2 separate regions of the Triticum aestivum genome follow, and region 2 is linked to region 1. Evidence: chromatin contacts called from public Hi-C data. All regions are on one chromosome and are shown on one strand. Each heading gives the region's core, a stretch centred on a gene start, on an enhancer-like site or on the middle of the called end of the contact. The rest is flanking DNA. Distances are from core to core; before and after follow the strand shown. Region 1 holds the start of LOC123159595 (FCS-Like Zinc finger 5). Region 2 holds the start of LOC123156393 (probable serine/threonine-protein kinase PBL19).

The links. Hi-C and Micro-C count contacts between places; a contact is called where the count stands out from the background.
Region 2: a contact with region 1 is called in a Hi-C map of leaf, with 4 times the contacts expected there. The contact joins the promoter of LOC123156393 here to the promoter of LOC123159595 in region 1. A contact is called at or near these places in 3 of 5 Hi-C or Micro-C datasets (all in leaf) and 1 of 1 datasets of contacts at active chromatin or transcription factors (leaf).

The regions. Positions count from the first base shown.
Region 1 is chr7B:528,600,812-528,608,150 of IWGSC CS RefSeq v2.1, forward strand. It overlaps LOC123159595 (FCS-Like Zinc finger 5), which reads left to right and starts at 3,203. Exons shown (of 2, transcript XM_044577412.1): 1 at 3,203-3,566; 2 at 3,712-4,258. The coding sequence starts at 3,346. The coding sequence ends at 3,937.
Region 2 is chr7B:528,782,706-528,790,044 of IWGSC CS RefSeq v2.1, forward strand. It overlaps LOC123156393 (probable serine/threonine-protein kinase PBL19), which reads right to left and starts at 2,667. Exons shown (of 4, transcript XM_044574522.1): 1 at 2,541-2,667; 2 at 1,924-2,296; 3 at 1,359-1,622; 4 at 557-1,267. The coding sequence starts at 2,262. The coding sequence ends at 764.

The DNA of each region.
Region 1 (7,339 bases), core at 1,953-4,452:
AGCCACAAAAAACATCCTTTTTCACTGAAACCTTGTGCACGCACATAAAATGTCTGAATATACACGCAGAATTTTTATTTTGAATTTTTCAACTTTTTGAAATGTGTATTTCGACAATGGGTGCATATGCACCTAGGAGCCAAAGGCAATTACTGCAACTCGACTATCTATCTTAGAAATGTGGGGATGCAGATTCGCTGGAGAGCAGCAACCTCACTATCTATCTTAGAGGTGTGGAGTGCAGGCGGATTGTTGCAATTGTTCACCGGTGCGGGGCTTAGAGGTATGGTCAGGGTGGTGGCCAACAACAGCGGTGGGGGAGGTTGAGGAGAGGGCGGGGCGGCGAGGCGGTGCGCGGTAGCACCCGCCGGCCGCTGGTTGTTGAGGCCGGTGGTTAGGACAGGGCAGCCAAAAAGAAGAAGATAGGAGGGAGGTTCTATTTTGGACCGTTGGATTAAGATCTAGTGGTGACTGATAAATGACTCATTATAATTGGTCCCTGATAATATTGAGAAAATATCAATTACTTCCGACTTCTGAAACAATATGATTCAAGAGCTACATATGGGGAATACATGCAACCATATTATTACAAAAGTAAGAAAAAGGATGACGAGAATAACTGCAGCAAATGACAACAACAACCATTAATGATCACCACCATCACATTTAGGTATGAAAATGAAACGAAAATGAACGGAAGTAATTGCTGCCACATTTTTTCAGAAAGTGGCGTTGTCTTCACAGCGGAGGCGACGGCCAGCAAGGTGAGATTTTGTCCCAACAACATGAGTTATTAGGTATTTGTGTTATGGTTAATATGCCACTACATGAGTTTTATCGAGTGCCGGACTAACCCACATAGACATAGAAAACGGAAAGCTCCATACACGAAAAACGCTATTCCATTTTCGCTTCCGTGTAAGAAATTTTGTTTCATAATATTTAGTTTTTCCTGAAATAGAAGCAAAAGATTTGCCTCATACATTAAACAAGAAGGGGATAACGTTTGTGTTACAATCACCCCTTACAAACAAAAGGATTACTCTCTCGCCATCAAATTGCCTAGATGCTTAGCCCCTGCGGCGATCCAAAGCTTTGTCTCGTCAATCACCGTGTTAAGAACTGTCATTGGGGCGCACTTATGATGGAAGACTCCAGCGTTTCCCTCGTGCCAAATTGATCAAGAAACCAACAAGGTTAAAGATGCCATGGCCTTCCTATTGGATATACTAAAGCTAGGACGACTAGACCACCAATCCTTGACGGAGCGTTCGAGGTGCCAAAGGGACGTGTCAATGTTGGTTAGATGAAGCTTGTCAATCACCACACTCCATAGGCGCAAGGTGAACCGACACTTGAGGAATATGTGATCACTGGATTCTTGGACTCTCTTGCAAAGTGGGCATAGCCAACAATTCTGCCATCCACGCTTTGCCAATATATAGTCTATCCAAATTGGATCTTGAATAGCCAACCAAGCGGCAAATTTCACTTTTGGCCATGCCCAAGCCTTTCATACCATTTGACCCAAGGTTGTGTGCTTCCAAACGATATCACCTTTGGTTTGGTCATCAAGGTTAACATCTAAGGTGCATCCAAAGTGTGAAATATTCACATATGCATTGCCATGAAGTGACTCTCGAACTTTCCATTTTTTCTTGAGGAAGCCTCAAAGATAAGAGGTGCAATATCCATGGGTTTACGACCAAGAAGCCAACACGAGCTCCAAAATGGTGTTTTCGCACCATTGCCGGTGGAGACGGTGGAAGAAGCATAGAGGAAGTTGGGATCATCCTCATCACATGGGTTTCCCATCCCTACCCAAAACTTGGAAGTCTCTTTCCATTTATACCAAGGCCAAGGTTACCTAAGAGCACGCATGAATTTGTCGGTATTGAGCACACCTAATCCAACATACTCTGAAGGTTGACAAACCGCCTTTGAGTTGACCTTGCATTTTTCTTCGGTCGTCTTGTCTGAAGCAGACCAAATGAAAGCTCGTTCGAGCTTGTTGATGTCGTGGAATATGCCCGACGAAACTACAAGCGGTGTGATAAAGTAGTGGTTTGGGAGGTGATCACCGGCTTGACGAGGGCCGTGCGACCAATGAAGATTATGTTTTGAACCTACCAAGTGACTACCTTTCCTACAAACTTGTCCACGAGGTGCCAGAGACGATCCACCTTTTTAAGGCACAAAACAGATAGGGGCAACCCCAAATAACGCATTGGGAAGGAGGCTTTTGTGGCCTGTAAGCTTCGCACAATTTGCTCAAGATTGATATGATCGCATAGAATAGGCACCGCCGAGCTCTTGTGAAAGTTAGTACATAGGCCCGTGACATCTCCAAATCCTCTCATGATGCCAGCGAGATTATCAATGTCACCTTTGATGGGGCATAAATATTGCCGCATCATCGCATACAGTGAGGTACGCACCAGAGCGCCCCTCCCACGAATCCTGGGTAGGATGCCATTGCCAACTCAAGAAGAAGTTGTGGGGGGGAGGGGGGGGGGGTGTTCAATTCCACATTCCCTCTCCATTTTCATTTTCCCACGCAAAAACCAAAAACAAATCACTTCATTTTCAGCCCTGATCATATTCTAGTTAGTTGCCCGCTCCGGTCATGATCACAGCCACAATGCTCGGCGTACACCTGCTTCACTTCTTCCCGTTCCACAGATTCTAGGCGCGCGGTCGACGGAGAAACCAACGAGACTACTAATCTGGCCGCTGTGCCCGTCAGCCCGTCCACCGCCCCCGGACCCAGAGAGCTGGATTTCATACGCCGGATTCGGCGCCAGAAGATCGCACCACCAGGCCACCACCCTGGAAAGATCCCAGCTTCCACCGGAAGAATTCAGGGATGACTAACAATGCACGTGCGCCAGGAGGCAAAACCAAAGTTAACAAGTATTTTGATCACTGCACTGCAGCCTGCCTGCAGGGCAGATAAAACGCTTGTTAACTGATGGACTGAGAGTTTCAGGGGAAAGAAAAGTTGCCGGTCAGGTATCTGGCCCCTCTCCATGGCTGCATGATTGATTTGATTCGATCCGGCCATCGACTTCCCGGCCAGCCAACAGGTTCCCTCACACTCCTCTCCTACCACCCATGGTTTCGTCACGGAGCACAACCAACGGCACGCATGCAAACAGACAAAAGCGGGCTGGCTTCCGTGCCCTCCGTCGTATATAACCCCGGCCCGGTCACCTCCATCCGCCAAACTAACAAGCAAGCGTGCCCAGGCGCACCACCCGAGCACGCACGCACGCACGCACGCATCACTCTCCTCTCAGGAGCAACGGCGGCCGTGCCTGCCACGCGCGCGCGAGCATACACATGGGAGAGGTCGCCTCCACCGCAGCGGCGGCGTCGCTCTCGTCGTCGTCCTCGCTGCTGATGGCTGCGACGGCCGTCAAGGGGGACGAGGAGCGGTACGTCATGGTGGCGTCGAGGTTCTTCCGGGTGAAGCCGGGCGCTGCTGCCCGCCACCACTTCCTCGACTCGTGCTTCCTCTGCAAGAGGAGCATCTCCCGCGACCGCGACATCTTCATGTACAAGTACGAGCAAGCTAAATTCATCTAGCGCTACTGCCTACTGCTGCAGCCTGCAACCGCAATTGATTCTCTTTTATTTCCACGGCGAGAAGATCACAACTTCACAGGTGATGATTCTTGGTGCTGATGCGGGCGTTGGTTTGTGCAGGGGTGACGCGGCGTTCTGCGGCGAGGAGTGCAGGCAGGACCAGATGGCCATGGACGAGGCGCTCCACGCGGCGGCGCGCCGGCACCGCAAGCAGGCCGCGGCCGAGCAGGCTGCCGGCACCGCGCGCCGCGAGGCGGCGGGCGCGACGACGGCGTCGATGGTGCACCGCCGGCCGACCATCGCCAACCTCGGCGCGGTGGCGCGCACTCCCGTGGCCGCCAGCTAACACCGTATGCTCGTCGGCGCGCTCGTGCACGTATCGGCTGCGCATGCACCATGGATCGATCTTCCTTGGCTATAGATCGCTAGGTGGCTAAAAAACGAACTGATTATAACAGCAGTTCGTCCGAATGCTATCAACAAGCAAGAGGGGAGAGATGTATAGTTGAGTCATGGATCTCAAAATGTTTTCCTGCATGTTATTGCTGTGTATGCTAAAGTGGATCATCAGCTCTACATAGTACTAGCTGGAGTTCATCGATCAAGCTTAGCTTTCGAGTCTTCTTCGGGACACGTTAATCTGAGCGTGTGTTCTTCTTCTCAATGATATGATACCCTGCTTCTTCCTGTGTATGCTAGTCTTCTGCATCAGTAGTAGACGTATCCTTCTCCGAGCTTATGTTACAAGAAGAAACCTACAGGACCGGATCCATAGTAGTAATTGGCACCACTGTGTTTTTCTAATAATTTTCTTAAAAAAACTTCAGAGTGCCTCTAGCGATGCCTTGTAGGCTCTGTCGCTCTGATACATGTTCGCAATGAGACTTTTCTTAAGATAAAACTGCATAAATATTTACATAAGAGCGTCCATCATGTCGCTCTCTGGACCGTAGATTCTTCACAAGATATTTGCAGAAATTTGGTTCTTAGGAAGAAAACTTCCCACCAGGAGAGATGTGCAAATAAATTCCTGTAAATCAATCATTTTCATCTACTTTGGATGAAAGTTGTTTCTTTGTTGCGCCTTTACTGTGACCTACACTCCTATCCAAATGGCTACTCTATAACTTTGTTATGTGTTGCGCTTCATTGCTGTCATGCTCATGCGCCAGGGAACATCTTACATGAGTTAGCAACTCCGATCTCGGTGATCAGATCACCGAAACAACATATCTTTCCATCTCCCTTTCAGTTCTTATTACAAAGGAAAATCCTTAGGTGGAACTTTTTTTCTTGATTTGCGCCTGTCAGCCTCTCAATTGGAAAACAGACATAAATGACCGCCCAACTTGCCCTTTTATACAGGAGGGCAACAGGAACAAGTGGCAGTAACTATCGGCGACACCCGAGCGCGCCTATTGGCAAACTTTTTCCCGGGACAAAAATTAAAATTCGCAAACCAATCATGCAACATCCAGAATCAGCTACTTAACATATTCCTGGAACCAGTGGCAGGAGAGAATGGGAACACACAGAAAAATAATGAACTACTAAGACATAAATAAAGGCCATGATGCTTGATTCAATTCTACTTTAAGATATGATGTATGGTGTATGGTTCTGGGTTTAAAATCAACGGAGCCATCAACAATCCCACACGCGACCGAATAAATAATCAGTAGTGACATGCCACTGGAGATATTCCAAGAGCTGGAGTGTGACAGCAAGTAAAGAGCAAAGTCGTAGGCCCTCCAAGGCATCAAGCTCACGCCTGAGAAGGACAGGAGAGCCTATGAATGTTGGAACAAGTGCTTGCAAAGGAGAGGGGCGACCGGTGAGAGCGCCACGACGGTAGAGAGCGATGGAATTCTACTTGACAACAAATTGCACTTTATTCTATGCTACCTTCTCTTATGCAGCAGCAGTTGATCTTATCACCCCTAAGAGAGGGACTTGTCACTTGTGAGTGACCTCCATTTGGCGGCAGACCCGTTCTTCGAGTACTACGTGGAAGAGCTACAAGATTTCGACTCTGGGACTCAATGACACCTTCTGCACAGACAGATTTCGATGATCCCACCATACCAGTAGTTTCTCAACTTCCGGTGGCATGTGTATAACTCTTTTTGTTAGAGCACTTGCAAATAATACACATGTGCAAGATGTTCAAAACCATATGTTAAATGAGCTAGAAACACAATGGTAACAGAGAAAGGAGGAAACAAATAAGTACTCCCTCTGCTCCTAAATATAAGGATCAGTTTGGATCGTGTCCACGTTCAATCATGCCTGGCCTGGAGCATGCCTGAGGTGTGCCTGGATAGTGTTTGGTTCATGCCTAAAAAATTGAGTGCTAGCCTGGCCTGTTGATGGGACAACTTGATTAGCCTGGAGTATAAACTAGACATCCTACTTAGCCTGGACCAGGCGTTGGAAGAGGGACGCCTGGGTGCGCCTGGTGCCGTGCCTGGGAATATTATACTATTTCTTTTGGGAAACGTTTAGTGCCGGCGAACCGGCCGAGTGTTCCGCCGGTCGCGCATTGGCCGCTCGATTTGAGCTAATCATACGGCCACAAAACAGCTAACGACCCACGTGCTAACTCTCTTTCACATCCACGTGCTTCCCAAAGGGCCCACGCGCACCGCACTTATCTTCTCCCGTGAGACAACGCCATCCACTGATTTCTTTTCTTCCCCACCGGATCCCATGGCTTTCCTCATCTCCGTAGTGGTCAGCGCCGAGCACCACCGCAGCCCTGGCGCTACGAGTGCTACTCGGGTTCTTCCGTGTTCTTTCCCACCCTCATCTCTCCCATAGCTTTTTCATCCTCCTTTATGTCATGGTTCATCACAAAACCAATCCATCATAGATCTGACGAGGTGCTGCCCATTGGTTGCTTGGCCGGTGCCGCGCCAGCCGCCACGCCATGGTCTGAGCTCCAACCCGGGGGTGGTGCTGGAACCGGCAAGGGGTGGTGCTGCAACTGTCCTCATCTGAAGCTGGAACCATAAGTTGTTGGTGCTGCAAGCCCAGGCCGCTGTGCCGGGGACGATGGCCACGTCGTGCTACAATGGGTGGACGAGATGTTGGAACCAGCCTCGGTGGGAGCAGCAACCAGCGACAAATTTTGCTTCATCCGGTTTCTTTTTTTGCTGGTATCGGCGACATTTTCTTGCTAGTATCCGCAATTTGAGTGTTTTTTGCTGGAACAAGAGGATCTTTTTGCTACCATCGTCTCTGAATTTTGCTGGATCCGTTGCTCATTTTTTTGCTACCATTGTTTTGGTTTTAGCTAGAACCAGCGCCATTTTTGCTACCACTGTCTTTGAATTTTGTTGGAACCAGATGATTTTTTTGCTACCATTGTCTTAGTTTTTGCTGGAACTGGCACCTATTTTTGCTACTACTGTCTTTGGATTTTGTTGGAACCGTCGTCGATTTTTGCTACAATCGAAGTTTTTGATTTTTTGCTACCACCGAAGTTTTTGACTTTTTGCTGGGGACAGCGTCCATTTTGTTTCGCAATGTATTGCTACCAGCGTTCTTTGTTTTGCTGGAACCCCATGTATTTTTTTGCTACAAATCAGCGATGGTAGCTGCATGATGGGGAGATGCATCGTCGGTCTTTTGCTGGAACCGGTAATTAGGATAGCTGTGACGGGCGCCTTTTTTTGCTTCAACAGCGATGGGGACCAACAGATGGGAGTTGCATCGGCTTTTTTCCGGCGGCGAGATGCGACGGCGG
Region 2 (7,339 bases), core at 1,417-3,916, 180 kb after region 1:
GACGGAGAGAGAAGGGGTCGTGATCTCACCGGAGGAGGTATGCCTTAGCTCGTGGGGTTTCACGAGTAACGCTACACGTACAAAATAGTTACAAGGTTTTACAAAGAGGGTTAATTTGATTGGTCAATAGGTGAGGAATACGGCCCACCCCCCTGAAAATCAGGGAGGGGGGCAAGTTTATGATTGGTTACTAGATGAAAAGATCCTGTAAAATCCTGTAATCTTTTGTACGTCTAGCATTTTTGGGTTTCACAAGAGGGAGGGGGAGAGGGAGCAATAATCCTACACGCACGGACAGCACACGGACTATTACGGGCCCTTTCCATCCATCTAAACATTGCCAGGTGGTTGGGGTCCCTCCCTCCCCCTTAATCCAATAGCAATCTGCCAACTCAAACAAACCCCGTAAAACGTCTGTAGAAGTCCGCTGATGTAGCATTGCTCAGGAGGGAGGGAGGCTAGAAATTTCGCTAGAATTCAGCTGCATGAAACCGCATTCGCCTTGATCGTCGTGGGTAGCTGCAACGGTGCAAAACCAAAAGCAATGACACCTTAATTGGTCGCATCAATACACCTTCGTGTCTCGTGATATCTCTACAGTCTATACAACTCTCACTCGGTCAGCGTCCATCGGAGTACACTCGCGGATGCAGCAGAGAAACCGCGACTCCTCATCACTGATTCAGTGATTCTGACTACTACTACTAGTATTCTGCCGGTCTGCGGTGCAGCTAACACAGCCGTCGATCGAATGATCGATCGGTCATCTCTTGGGCGTCGCCGGGGCCGGCTCCATCTGCAGCACCCGCTCGAGCTCCTCCACGACCTCCGCCATCGCCGGCCGCTCCTTGGGGTTCTTGCCGAGGCACCGGTCCGCCAGCCTCGCCGCCTCGCGCGCGGCCGCCAGCGGGTACCGCCCGCCCAGCCGCGGGTCCATGATGGTCCTGAAGCTGTCCCCTCCGGGCGGGTGCCGCCGCACCCACCCCAGCAGCTTCTGCTCCTCCGCCGGCCGGCTCCGCTCCACCGACCGCCGCCCCGTCAGGATCTCGTACAGCACCACCCCGAACCCCCACACGTCGCTCTTCACCGTCAGGTGCCCCGTCTCGATGTAGTCCGGCGCCGCGTAGCCGTGCGTGCCCACCACCGCCGTCGACACGTGCGTCCGCCCCTCCGTCGGCCCCTCCCTCGCCAGCCCGAAGTCCGACAGCTTCGGCCGGAACTCGCCGTCCAGGAGCACGTTGGAGGCCTTGAAGTCCCTGTATATCACCTGCCACACTAAAACGCCGCCGGATCAGCCTCGCCGGACCGACCAAGAACCATCAAAGAACTCGACCGACCCTCTCGACGACGAAATTAACCTGGACTTCCGGGAGGCCACGGTGGAGGTAGTCGAGGCCGCGCGCGGCGCCGGCCATGATCTGCAGCCTCGTCCTCCAGGGGAGCGGCGGGTGGGCTCGGCTGAAGAGGTGGTCGTCCAGGGTCTTGTTGGGCATGAACTCGTACACCAGCAGCCTGTGCTTGCCCGCCTCCGAGTCCACCGCGCAGTAGCCGACGAGCTTCACCAGGTTCGGGTGCTCCAGGACGCACAGGAACTGCACCTCAGCAAGCCACTGCTTGTGCCCCTGAAATCATCATCAGAAATCCCCATAAAAGATTACAAGATGCTTGATTAATGATTATGAATGAATTCTACTAGTGCAGGAGTACAATTTAATTTGAGTAGTGTGATGCTGTCCCGATCGGGTGTGGAGCCTGCACCGAAGTTCACGTGGTGGTTGAGCTCTGCGAATTCTCATTGAAGGTGACATGAGTGGGCGTCCTTGTCCCCGGTGGATATGTTTATTGCTATGCTAAGGTTCTGAGTTCGTCATGGAGCTCAAGATTTCTACTAGGAGCAATTCTCGAAGAATTTAGGTTTCTGACCTGTAAGCTGCGTTGGTTGAGGCGCTTGACGGCGAGGACGACGCGGCCGCCGGCGGCGGAGCGGAAGAAGGCGCGGTAGACGGAGCCGAAGCCGCCCTCGCCGATCTTGAGCGCGCGGCTGAAGCCGTTGGTGGCGCTGCCGAGCTCCTCCAGGCCGAACACGCGGAGCCCCGCCGCACCCCGCTCCTCCGAGAGCTCCTGGATGCTCCTCGTCGGCGTCGACGCCGACGACGACGCCTTGCTCCGCTTCGGCCCGTCCGGCTTAGGCTCCACCGGCGGCTTTCCGCCGCCAGCAGGGCGCCGACGGCTCTTGCCGCTCTTGAACGCAAAGCACCCCATCAATTCAATCCGCGGGGTTCTCAGGAGGGGCTAGCTGTCCATGGAGGGGAAGCAGTCCAAGAAGAACAGGGTCAGAAGGAACTGAGGAAGACCAAACCGAATAATTCCGGCACGGCGACACAGAGGGAAACGAAGGAGGTTAGTGGGCTGAATCAAGAGGAAGCAGATTTAGCTTTGGCAAAGACAAGCGGGTGCGTGGAAACGCGCGGCATGGGAGACGCATCAACATATATAAAAACCGCCATGGATCATGCGGGGAATCGAGAGGAGATACGTACGTCGACGGTCAACGGACCCGGCCGCCCTCGCCCTCGTGGTGACGCACTGCCAGCGTTGGTGTGCGGTTGCGCCGCGAACGCCAAGATATATGCCCACACCGCCACGTCAGATGAGACGCACACCCGGTTCCTGCTCAGCTGTACATCAGGGCAACTTACGTCCGTTTTGCTTGGATTCTGTTCGTTTGAATAAGGCAACTGAATCGTGTTCCAACTTTTCTAAAATGCACTGGCCATGCGCTTAACATACGGACGCATCCTTTGACTCTGTCACGGCCAAATATGCCCATATATATTCATATTCATCAATGTTTGAAACCCAATCAAAATTGTCTCGAATAAAATAATTTTACAACTAAATTGAAATTGTCTTGAATAAACGTAATGAACCAATATATCTATTGGTTGCAAATGTGATTCCACATGTGCTCAACCGAGTCATTTTGAAGCTCCAAATAAGTGTGACAATCACGCATTTCACAATGAAATTGAGTAAAGTGTCCAAACATGGCCGGATCTTGGTGCAGGGGCTCAACATTTTCACCTTGAAAATCAAATCCTTGGTCGAAGATGCTATTATCACGCTCGTCCTCGATGATCATGTTGTGCATGATCACACAAGCAGTCATCACCTCCCAAAGCTTCCCTCATCCCATGTCAGTGCAGGGTTTCGAACGATACCCCATCGGGATTGAAGCACACCAAAAACACGCTTCACATTCTTTGTAGCACTCTCTTGCATTTGGGTAAATCTCTGTCTCTTCTCACCTTGGGGGTTCAAGATTGTCTTTATAAAAGTTGACCACTGAGGATATATACCATCAGCTAGGTAGTATCCCTTGTTGTAGTGGCAGCCATTGATCTCAAAGTTGACTCGTGGGGAACGACATTCTGCAAGCGTTGCAAAGATTGGAGAACGTTGCATCACGTTGATATCATTATGAGAACCTGCCATGTCGAAGAAAGAATGTCATATCCAAAGATCTTGTGAAGTCACCGCGTCTAATATGACAGTGCACGCTTTAACATGCCCCTTGTATTGGCCCTGCCAAGCAAATGGACAGTTCTTCCACTCCGAGTGCATACAATCTATGCTGCCAAGCATGCCTTGAAAGCCTCTATCGGCGTTGATCGCCAACAGCCTTTCTGTATCAGTGGCATTTGTCTGCCTCAAGTAATCAGGGCCAAACACTACCACCATGGCCTTGCAAAAGTTGTACAGTGACAGCAGAACCGTGGTCTCACTCATGCGCACGTACTCATCCACCAGATCGCCTGGAATTCCATATGCAAGCATGCGGATGGCCGCGGTGCATTTCTGGTAAGAGAAGAATCCAAGCTTGCCAAGGGCATCCGTTTTGCACTTGAAGAATGGGTCATGAGCAACCACTGCCTCTCGAATACGATTGAACACATGCCTTGCCATACGAAAACGACGACGGAATTTATCCGGTTTGAAGAGCGGGGTATTCGCAAAGTAATCGACATAGAGCAGGGCGTAGTCTCTCTCTCTCTCTGCTGCGGTTCAGGTTGGGAGCACGGCGAGGGGCTGACCCCTGTACCGAGGCCGCTGCCGTTCAATGTGGTCATGAACGACCAGTGCAGCCACCACAAGATCTTCGTCATCCGAGGATGAATCATCCGATGAATAAATGAAGTGGTTGAAGAAAAATTCATCTCCACTGTCCATACTTTTGTGGGCAAAATGTCAAACACCTTGCGGTCGCGGTGGCAAAGAGGCCGCTATGATCACCTCGATGCAGCAGGGGCGTTTGGCGGCCGACTACAGGCCGCTCTAGAGCACCCGACGGAAGCTGTCGTGGTCCATAGCCGTCTCCGGCGCTCGTATCCCCTCTGACATCGTCTACGACAACGACGGCCAAAACTCCTCCAAACGACGGCCAAAACTCTTACGAAAGCGTAGGCGTGGTGGCGGCCATGTCGAGACGTGATTTGGTATGGACGGACCGGGGGTGAGTAGTGAGGAGGCGGTCAGAGAATAATGACGACGCTGGCGGCGGGGTGGGGCAGGGGAGGACAGGTGGAGGCATTGAAAGTGAATGGAGTGCTAGTGTTCCCGACAGGCGGGCCACGGGGAGGACAAGGCGTGCGTCCAGCCCGTCCGCGTGATGTCTATTTCACCCCAAACACGGCACATGTTTGGGCCGGAAATGGGTCGAAAACGGACAAAAACCGGACATTTGTCCGTTTGGGGCCACACATTGGGCCGCGCTATTCGTCCGTTCTATTCCAAACGAATTAGGACGGATGGGATGGGATCGCGCGCTGAAGTTGGCCTCGGCTGCTGCCTAGTCGTTTCTTTTTTTTTACCCAAATATGGAAGATATCGGACATGCAAAAAAAGTAGAGGACGTGTCAAATATAGAAGAGAAACACATTTTAATCTAGTGTCAAATGAGGAATTCCCTCTTACATATTTACTTCCTCCGTTTTTTATTTACTCTGCATAAGGTTTGACTGAAGTCAAACTTCATAAAGTTTGAACAAATTTATATAAAAAAATATTTATCATAAAAAATCAAAATGATGTGAAAGTACATTCAATAATGAATCTAATGGTATTGAATTGTTATTATATATGTTAATGTTTTATTTATAAACTTTGTCAAAGCTTATAAAGCTTGACTTTAACCAAAACTAATATGCGGACTAAATAAAAACGGAGGGAGTACATGTTTAGAGCTTCACTTAGATGAACACGCCTCTTTGGTTCATAGATTTTAGTTTTTGTATAAAATGAATATGGTGTTTATCAATCCCAGATGTTGAACCGTCGACCACGCTGGTGCCACATTTTTTTAGAAATGAAGGAAGATCCCCGGCCTTTGCATCTGGATAATGCATGGAGGCATTTTGTTGATTGTTCACATAAGACCTTACAAAGTAATACAACAGTAAGATTAAAGTCATCGTCTAGCCAACATCTGTCGCTACTCCTATCCAATTGATGAAGAGATGCTGATAGTCTGGGCCTAATACCAGACAGACCTCGCAGCTAAACCTACCATCTAAGACCTGAGGTCCCATCCAGGACGCCTGCCGGGTATGGGGCACCCACCGCTCCGGCGCACTTCTCAACCAGGACGCCTGTCGGAAATGAGGCCGCCGCAGCCACCTGCCACCAATCCATCTTCAGAATTGTACTGCTGCATCTATCTTGTCCGGTCTAGCTGCCGTCGACGCCACCACGACGCCAGACCGCGTCACCCTCCTGCGCGAGTCCATCTCCGCGCACCGGACGCCGAGTCACTACAGCGCCATGCCGCCGAGATCCGCCGTCATCAATAAGTGAGATGAAGCACCCCTCCACCAAAGAATCCGTTCTCTGGTCCCTCGATCACATGTGTACCTCCAAGAATGACGCCCCAAAGAGGGGAACGACGCTAGAGTGCCGCCGTCATCCGATCATCCGATCTAGGTTTTCCCCGGAGGTAGCAGAGAGTGGCCTTAAACTTCTCCACGGCGATGCCTTCAAGAAGAGAACGATGCAGATAGCGCCGCCACCACCGGTCTTGGTAATAGCCGAAAGCAAGTTTTCACCCAGATTTGTTCGAAGGAATCCAACTCCCATGCACGACCGCCGCCACCACCAGGCTAAGCACTCGTCGTCGCTGGCACCTCCACGATGCCCAAAGGCCGCGAGACTCGCCGCCGCCACGCCTGGGCCGCCGGCCACCGCTGCCAACACAACCCCACCATCCACCGGATCTGGGTAGAGATCCCAGATCCATCCCCCACCACCCACCACCACGGAGGGGAGGAGGCGGCGCCAGCGAGGGATGCCGAGAGGGGGAGAAGGAGCCGAGGCAGGGCAGCCCGACGCCCGGAACCACCAGGCAGATGAAAACGCCCCGCGGAGTCCCCAACTCCGTGCGGGAGAGAGCCGCCCCGCCGCCGCCAACGCCACACAGCCTTTGGCCGGCGACGCCCCAGGCGGTGGCGAGGAAGGGGGTTGAGGCGAAGGGGGCGACGGGGGCGGCGCTAGGGTTCCTCCCAGGGGCGCCTGCGGGAGCGCCTCGGGGAGGGGATTCGCGAGCTAACTGAAAAAATGATGCCCGGAGTCATCGACGCCCGTCATATAATGACCACATACTGACGCTGGTGCCACATACAGAGGATTAATTCTTTGTTTCCACCGCGTCTGTTTTGAAACCAAATTCTAATCCGTGGGAAGAGGTCCAGACAATGAACTCGCCTTGAAATGATCTCAGTGTATTTCTTCCACACAAGTCACCGTCTGCCCATGACCAGCTGGACCCAACGTCCTAACCTCTATCTCAGCCAAGTCACCGTCAGAATGCACACTTGCAGACCCCACCGATTGATCACCGTGCTCTCTTCTTGGCGACAAGTATGAATGCGGCGACACCGGCAGCAAGACCCCTTTCGTCGATGGGCATTAATCTATGGTGCAAAGATGCTCCGATGGATGGATGGAATAGAAGCGGTCAAAGATGGTGGCAGTCCGTGTTTGTTTCCAACGGCGGAGGCAAACCAACAAACAAACGTGCCAACCTGGTGAAAGAAACTTATGAGCTGCCAGCCTATGGCAGTCTTGTTAGGCCATCGCTCATCTCATGGATGTATGCCAATGGATGGCGGCGGAGCACCGGCGCGCGGCGGTTGGCAATTTTTTTAGAAAAACCAGAGCCCTTAAGGCTCAATCCTTAGATCAAGAAGAAGAGAACGACAAATCGGGTGAAAATCGACACATCATGCCCACGAAAACAGGGCTCCCGGTCAATCTGGCTTCCCATAGAGACCCCATACACAATTCC